2 separate regions of the Mus musculus genome follow, and region 2 is linked to region 1. Evidence: chromatin contacts called from public promoter capture Hi-C data. All regions are on one chromosome and are shown on one strand. Each heading gives the region's core, a stretch centred on a gene start, on an enhancer-like site or on the middle of the called end of the contact. The rest is flanking DNA. Distances are from core to core; before and after follow the strand shown. Region 1 holds the start of 2510003B16Rik (RIKEN cDNA 2510003B16 gene). Region 2 holds the start of Btbd19 (BTB (POZ) domain containing 19).

Evidence for each region. Promoter capture Hi-C pulls out the DNA fragments that hold promoters and counts their contacts.
Region 2: a contact with region 1 is called in a promoter capture Hi-C map of pre-B cells, with 4 times the contacts expected there. The contact joins the promoter of Btbd19 here to the promoter of 2510003B16Rik in region 1. A contact is called at or near these places in 3 of 39 promoter capture datasets (frontonasal cranial neural crest, liver and pre-B cells) and 1 of 115 datasets of contacts at active chromatin or transcription factors (regulatory T cells).

What each region holds. Positions count from the first base shown.
Region 1 is chr4:116,122,338-116,125,825 of GRCm38.p6, reverse strand. 2510003B16Rik (RIKEN cDNA 2510003B16 gene) reads right to left here and starts at 1,986. Exons shown (of 3, transcript NR_131048.1): 1 at 1,710-1,986. It overlaps Rad54l (RAD54 like (S. cerevisiae)), which reads left to right and starts at 2,137. Exons shown (of 18, transcript NM_009015.3): 1 at 2,137-2,764; 2 at 2,844-2,930. The coding sequence starts at 2,762.
Region 2 is chr4:117,123,992-117,127,479 of GRCm38.p6, reverse strand. It overlaps Btbd19 (BTB (POZ) domain containing 19), which reads left to right and starts at 1,822. Exons shown (of 8, transcript NM_001384196.1): 1 at 1,822-2,151; 2 at 3,340-3,488. The coding sequence starts at 2,066. Tctex1d4 (Tctex1 domain containing 4) reads right to left here and starts at 667. Exons shown (of 4, transcript NM_175030.2): 1 at 622-667; 2 at 392-498; 3 at 136-204.

The DNA.
Region 1 (3,488 bases), core at 737-3,236:
CCTTTTTCCTCCCCTCCCCTCTGACTACATAAGCTAGTCCCAATACTTCAATGAATGAGCTGTCCTGTGAAACAGTCTCCTGGGTTGGTTCACCCCTGCCTTTCAGCACCAAGACCCTGCTCCCCTGATCCTCTGCATCCTGATGGCCACTGGTGTACAATGGCTGAGGGGCAGGGGCGGGGGGGGGGGGAGGTAGGCCCACAGATATAGGGTTAAAAATTAGGGAGGTTGGAGGTTGAGCCTGGTGGCATAGGGCTATAATTTTAGCACTAGGAAGTAGAAACAGGAGGTTAGCACTGGATACATCAGACCCAGTCTCAAAAGAAGCAAAACAAACCTTCAAAAAGGAAATACTTGCCAGGTGTGGTGGTGCACGACTTTAATCCCAGCACTTGGGAGGCAGAGGTAGGTGGATTTTTGAGTTCGAGGCCAGCCTGGTTTACAGAGTGAGTTCCAGGACAGCCAGGGCTATACAGAGAAACCCTGTCTCAGAAAAAAAAAAAAAAAAGAAAAAAAAAAAAAAGAAGAAATTGAGATTAAAAAAAAAAAAGGAAATACTTATATATTTTCTAGGGCTAGGTAGAGTTTCTTTCCTTTAAAGAATATTTCTCTGTTATTAGAGCGTGTATGTACATGATGTTTGTATGAGGGTGCGCATGTGCCATGCTGTACATATGGAGGTCAGAGGTCAAGTTTGTGGATCAGTTCTCTCCTTTCACCTTGGTGTGGGCTGTGGGCACTGAACTCATGTCCTCAGGCTTAGGTGACACATGCTTTTATCCACATCCACACATCCCTTATACCCCCCATTTTGAGACAGATTTTGACTATACAGCCCAGGCTGACCTCATAGTCATGGCAAAGAAGTTAACTGTTCTTTTTGTGTATGTGATTTTGTTTTTCATTAAGTTGCTCACAGCCTTCTTGTCTCCCAGCAAGATATTCCTATGGAAATTAAAATTTCTTCGGTTCATTGTTCCCAAAAGCCAAGGAAAGGACATAAGTATCTCTTTAGTATATCCTCATTTCTGCTAGGCGGGCTGGGGATGACAGAGGGTCATAAGTTTAAAGATAACCGGGTTACACAGCAAGACCTTGTCTCAAATAACAACAAACCTCAGCAGTGACCGCCTCACGAAGTTCTACCACTATGCTATATTCCTAGTGCCCCCAAGACACCACACACACACACACACACACACACACACACACACACACACACGACAAAATGGGGACAATAAACCTTATCTGAGGATAGTAAATGATTTATAATAGCTAAGGAGATCCTTTTAAGTAGATAGTGATTAAGTGTAATGGGCATGCTATTTTGATTAGTGAGCACTTAGGTAATACATGGGGGCTATGTTAAATACTTTGAACACTTTTTTTTTTTCCCGTTCTTGGAGGGTCTTTCTACAGAGCTGTCGCTGTCCTGGAACTCATTATGAAGACCAGGCTAGTCTCACAGAGATCTGCTTGCCTATGCCTAGTGAGTACTATAATTAAAGGCCTGCGCTACCAGGCGCAGCTACTTTGTTCACTTTAATTAGACCCTGTGAATAATCCCTTAGGAGAGGTACTATAATAATATCACTTAAAGGAAAAACGGATTTTTAGAGAATGGGTGACTATGCCCCAGGAAAAGACAGCTAGCTTATTTCAAGACATCTCAGACCAATTGGCAGTGCAGCACCAACACCTCCGCTCACCTTTTGACTGGCCACTGGCCTTGCCTGCTTCCAGCTCAGATTTCTGCTCCAGGTCTGGCACAATAAAGAGCCTGAATCAAATTCCCAAAAATGTGCTGCCTTTTGAAATCTATTCCAGTAGCAACTCCTCCGCACAGTACTTCGGTGCAAAACATCTATTTGGTTCAGCTGCTTCGGCCAAAGGCAGGAGCCAGGAAGAGGGACCGTTGGCAAGTAAGAATTCTGGCACCTGCCTGTTGCTGCCACCAGGATAAGCCACAGCTCCTAGTGGTCTGTTGAGCCTCTGGGCGGAAATCCAAGACCCTTATTAGCCTCAGCCCTAGGCCCGCCCCTTCCTTTAGGCCGGATCGTCGAGCGTCAAGTTCACTGAACGCAGCCAATAGGGGACTGTGGTGGCAGAGTGGCGGGAGGTTCGATTGACACTGCCTGGAGGCTCTTAACGCGCGCTTTGGGAAGAGGAAGAATAAGGGGAAAGATACCGGAGTCGCTCTTTGCCTCTCTTCAGCTTCTAAGATTCTCCTCCTCCCAACCTGGATTTTTAACTGGTCCTTCCTGGGTTCCTGTTTAACTTCCCACAAGGCGTTCCTAGGTCTCTGCTTGCCTTCCTCACACTGAGGTTTGATGTCGGTCCAGCTCTGGTAAATTCTATCCCTCTCCTAAGAATTCAGGCGTCTCGCCTTCGTACTTAAGACTGTACTTTTTCGTAGGTGTTACTCTCAGGGAAGCAGCCCAGCTAGGGACGTTATTCCAACTCCACTTTGCTCATCTGCAACTTCAATCTGTCTTCTTTCCCATCCTAGATTTAGACCCAGCTCCGCTTGGACTTGGCTTTGGATATTTTGACCTTGAGGAACTTGGGGACCGACATTCCTGGTTTGGACCCAAGCCTCATCCTCTGATTGCATCCCCTCCCCTCATACCGACTCTTAAGACAATATTTTCAATGATATAGCAACTTCCTTTTATAGCATCCCCTGGTCCTGCATTCTCTGTTGCTGAGTGCTTTTAACTTCGCTGATGGGCACTTGACATTTGATGCTTCTGGGGCCAGGATGGTAAGTGTGACCTTAAGCTGACTTAAGGGGCCTGGCTGCAGGATCACTGCAGGAACTCACTTTCTGTTCTCCCTTGCAGAGGAGGAGCTTAGCTCCCAGCCAGTTGGCTAGGAGGAAACCAGAAGACAGATCATCAGATGATGAAGACTGGCAGCCTGGGACAGTAGTGAGTGTTTAGGGGAATAAGGAAAATGAGGTTCATAGTCATCTTGAGAAAGTACCTTTCATACATTTTTGAAGCTTTTTTTTTTTTTTTTTTTTTTTTTGAGATGAGCTTCTCACCAGGTCTGTAGACTATGGTCTGTCTCCCAAATGCAGTGTGTGGTCGTAGGCATGTGCCAGGCACACCTGGCACTTAAGGTTTTTTTTTTGAAACAGTGTTTCTCTGTGTAGCCCTGGCTGTTCTGGAACTCTGTTTGTAGACCAGGCTGGCCTTGAACTCACACAGAGGTTCCCTTGCCTCTGCTACCCAGTGTTGAAAGTGAAGGTGTTTGCCACTACTGCCCCGCGTAAGTAAATTTTAATGAAAATTTACAGTATACTAAGCATTGGAGAAGATTAATAAAATTGTTATCCTTGGGGCTGGAGAGATGACTCAGTGGTTAAGAGCACTGACTGCTCTTACAAAGGTCCTGAGTTCAAATCCCAGCAACCACATGGTGGCTCACAACCATCTGTAATGAGATCTGATGCCCTCTTCTGGAGTGTCTGAAGACAGCTACAG
Region 2 (3,488 bases), core at 573-3,072, 1.0 Mb before region 1:
GGCTGGCCTTGAACTCCATCTCCCTGCCTCCAACTCCGGAATGGTGGGATTATAGGCATGACTACATTCACTGTCTCCCTAGGAGACTATAGGCATATATACCTTGTCTATAGCCACTCCATAGCCCTTTCTTACCTGTACGTTTGGAACAAGTAGGTCAGATTGGGGCTGTGTGCCTACTAGGTGCTTAGAGCCGGTTAAGAGCTGTGAGAGACACAAGCAAGGAAAGGGGCTGCTTAGTCTATGGTCATGGAACCTCTACCCAGTGTTCCTTTCCCTTGGTCACAGGAGGCTAGATCCACTTCCCCTTTCTCCTCCCACTTGACTTCATCAGCAGAATGGGGACATGAAGCTGGTTTCTGGGTTTCTTCAATAGCCAGAAGGGACAGACCCGACTCCATCACTCCCACAGCTCTCTGTAGCCTCAGAGGTAGAGAACTTAATCATCTTCCCTGCTCTGTGTACGGTGGGACTTTTCTCCCTCTCCACCGGCTGCATCTGGAGGTGGGAGACATGGGGAGAAGCAACTTCCATCGTCCTGCTTGGGTCTCTAACTCCTTCGGAATCACCTATGAGACGGATGCCCTCTTCCCCTGAAACTCCCGCAGGCATCTGACTCACCTGCAGCCTTTGGCCTCCAAGCTCTGCTGGCCCCACAGTCTTCACTGAGCTGGCCTGACAGGCCTGTGGGCGAGGAAGGCTTGTGTTGTGCAGTTACCATGGGGCTGTGGCAAGCACACCTCTCCCTCCCAGAAATCCTTCCCCTGGCCAAACTCTGGAATAACCTAAGTGTTCCTGCTATGGGCACCTGCAGAAAGGAGGGGCGCTCTGAGTTACCAGGGAGAGAGGGTCCACGGGGGCTTGGAGTTCTAGGGCATCACAGGCTAAGGGAGCCGGTGCCGAGAGAGGTGCACTGTTCAGAAAGGTCCTAGTTTCAGAGCCACTATTTCATATGAATCTCTCCCTGCCTCTTCACCCTTAGCTAGCCTCCTCTAATTCACAGGTCCACGAGAGGAAAACCCACCAGGGGGCCACTGGATCTGGCCTGGCCATCTGTGAATAAGTCACGGGGGGGGGGGGGGGCTGGGATATGCTAAAACCTTGAGATTGCGGGGGCAGCTTCTTAGGAATTTAGTATCTGGGCTCACAGGAAAGAGCACGTCATGGTTCAGCATTCTCCCCAGCAGCCTCAACAAGGACAAACATTTCCGCTTCAGGGCAGGGTGGGGCTTGGATGACTTCCTTAGTTCAGAGCTATGTGCTGAAGGGAGGCCTATTGGTTCAGCGGGAAGGACCCAGGCCTGGCATGGCCATGACTCAGTGATTCTAAGTCCGGTTTCTTAACCTTTGCTGACCTACTCACGTGTCTGGGACCTGTAGGCAGCACCTCTTTCCTTAGGGGGATTGCTTTTCGGGGCTGCCAGAGGCTGCGCTACTCCTGTTAGAACTGACACCTCACCTCCCCTGCTCTGGGAGGTGTGGGGCTGCCCCCTCCCAGGCAAGCTAAGTCTGAGCCTTGAAAACCACACTTAGGTTTGAGAATTTTCCCTGATGGGGTGATGTCTCGGGTGTTTCTAAAATGCAGCCGTGGGAAGGGATTAGAAAAGCAGAGGCCTTGGATTCTGAACTCAGTGTAGGCGGGGAGCCAGCCAGCACTAGGGCCCTCAGACTCATCTTAGGGCCCTTCTACTGCTGATTTTTTTCCCCCCCTGGGCGTATAGGGAGATGGGCGGGGCCTCCTCAGGCTCAGCTCCAGTTTCTATGGAAACCCACAGGCTTCCCACCCAGCTGCTGCCTGGGCAGATTCCCAACCTGGGCCTCATCCACCACCAGCCTCTCCCGGGATCATAGGCCTTTCTAGCCCCAGCTTCTTCTCTGGGTCCTGTCTGCATCTGCATCCCTTTCCTGAACCTCAGGCCTTCTTTAAGGACCTGGGCCTTTCTGCTCCTATATTTTAGCTCCTCGGCAAACAGGCCTCCAGCTCCTGCCCTCCCTCTCAGGTCTTTCTTGGCCTGGCTAGGCCTTCTAGACTGTTCCACCCTTTAACCTACTGCCCACTGCACTTATGGAGAACCCAGGACTGGTGGTACGTGGGCAGGCTGCACCCTTTTCCACAGCACTTCGAAGCCTCATCAACAACCCCCAGTACAGGTGAGGCAGTGGCCCCCTGGGGGGTTTTCCCTAGCTGGCCTGTGAATTTGAGGAGGCTAAGGGCAAGGAAGCCCGGGAAAGAACACTTGGCCTCCCTGGGGAACTCAGTCTGTGAGGAAGTCAGCTATAGAGGAAATTTACTTGTCTGTGGCCACACTACCCTGAGAGTCAGAGGCGGGGGTAGTGGCAGATAGAAGGGAGGGCAGCTGTGTGAACTCAGGCAATGCCTGAGTTCTCTGGCTTCTCCTCCACCCCCTCGGCCCTGAAAGATGGGTTATGATTTGATTCACCCCCATTGGGCTTTCGACTGAGCACTGGAACGTCTTATCTTGAAGAGACAGAGGTATGGATGGCTCTAGCGATTCATAAGAGGAACGAAGCCCAAAGGATCGAGCCGGAGACCCAGACAGGAAGTAGTTCAAGGTTTCCGACCACCCACTGCTTGCCCAAGAGACTAGTGCTGTCTGAAACCAGGAATAGAGTTCACTGGGGGCAGGGCTGGTCATGGGAGACAAGAACTCTGTTTCCCATCCCCAGACTCTCAGAGGCTGCCCTGCTCCCCAGGGTTAAGACTGCCATAATTCTCGGTTTTTTGAGGACAGGGTGCCACAGTCTGGCCTGAAGAGTGGAGCCTTAGGCAGGAGGCTTTGGAAGCTGAAGCGCTCGCTGCTGCCTCCTACCCCTACTTAACACAGAGGCTGGGGCCGGAAGTGATTATGAAGATGGAAAATGTGGTCTCACCTCATGATGGTGATCACTGTCATGTCTGTCTGCAGTCAGTGTGCTCTGTACCCCACATCCTCACACCCTCCCACAGGAAGAAGGGTAAAAATGCTGAGTTGGCATTTGGTGAAGGCGTCCCAAGAGGAGTGTCCTCTCCCCCAAGATTCAGACTGGGGAGACATCAACCTGGCTTGCATGAGCTCTGCTATCCCCCTACCCCCCCATCCCCCCGCCCCCTGTGAACCAAGCATAGTCCACTCCCTTGAGACCTGCCATCATGGCTGAAAAGTCTTAGAGTCAAAGATATAAAGTCACCGAGTGGAACTGAGACTAGAGCACAGGCTTGTGTCTTCCAGATGTAGGCTTTGACCTCACACAAAAAGAAGCCCTAGTGTGACAGAGGTAAAGCCAACAGTGTGATCTAGGTCTGAGATCCCCTCCCCTGGCCCTCCCTCTCTTCCACAGTGATATTTGCTTTGTGGTTGGTCAAGAACGGCAAGAGGTATTTGCCCACCGGTGCTTGTTGGCCTGTAGATGTAACTTCTTCCAGAGACTTTTGGGCCCTGGGGTACCTAGTCCTGTGGTGCTAAGCACTGTGCCTGCCGAAGCCTTCT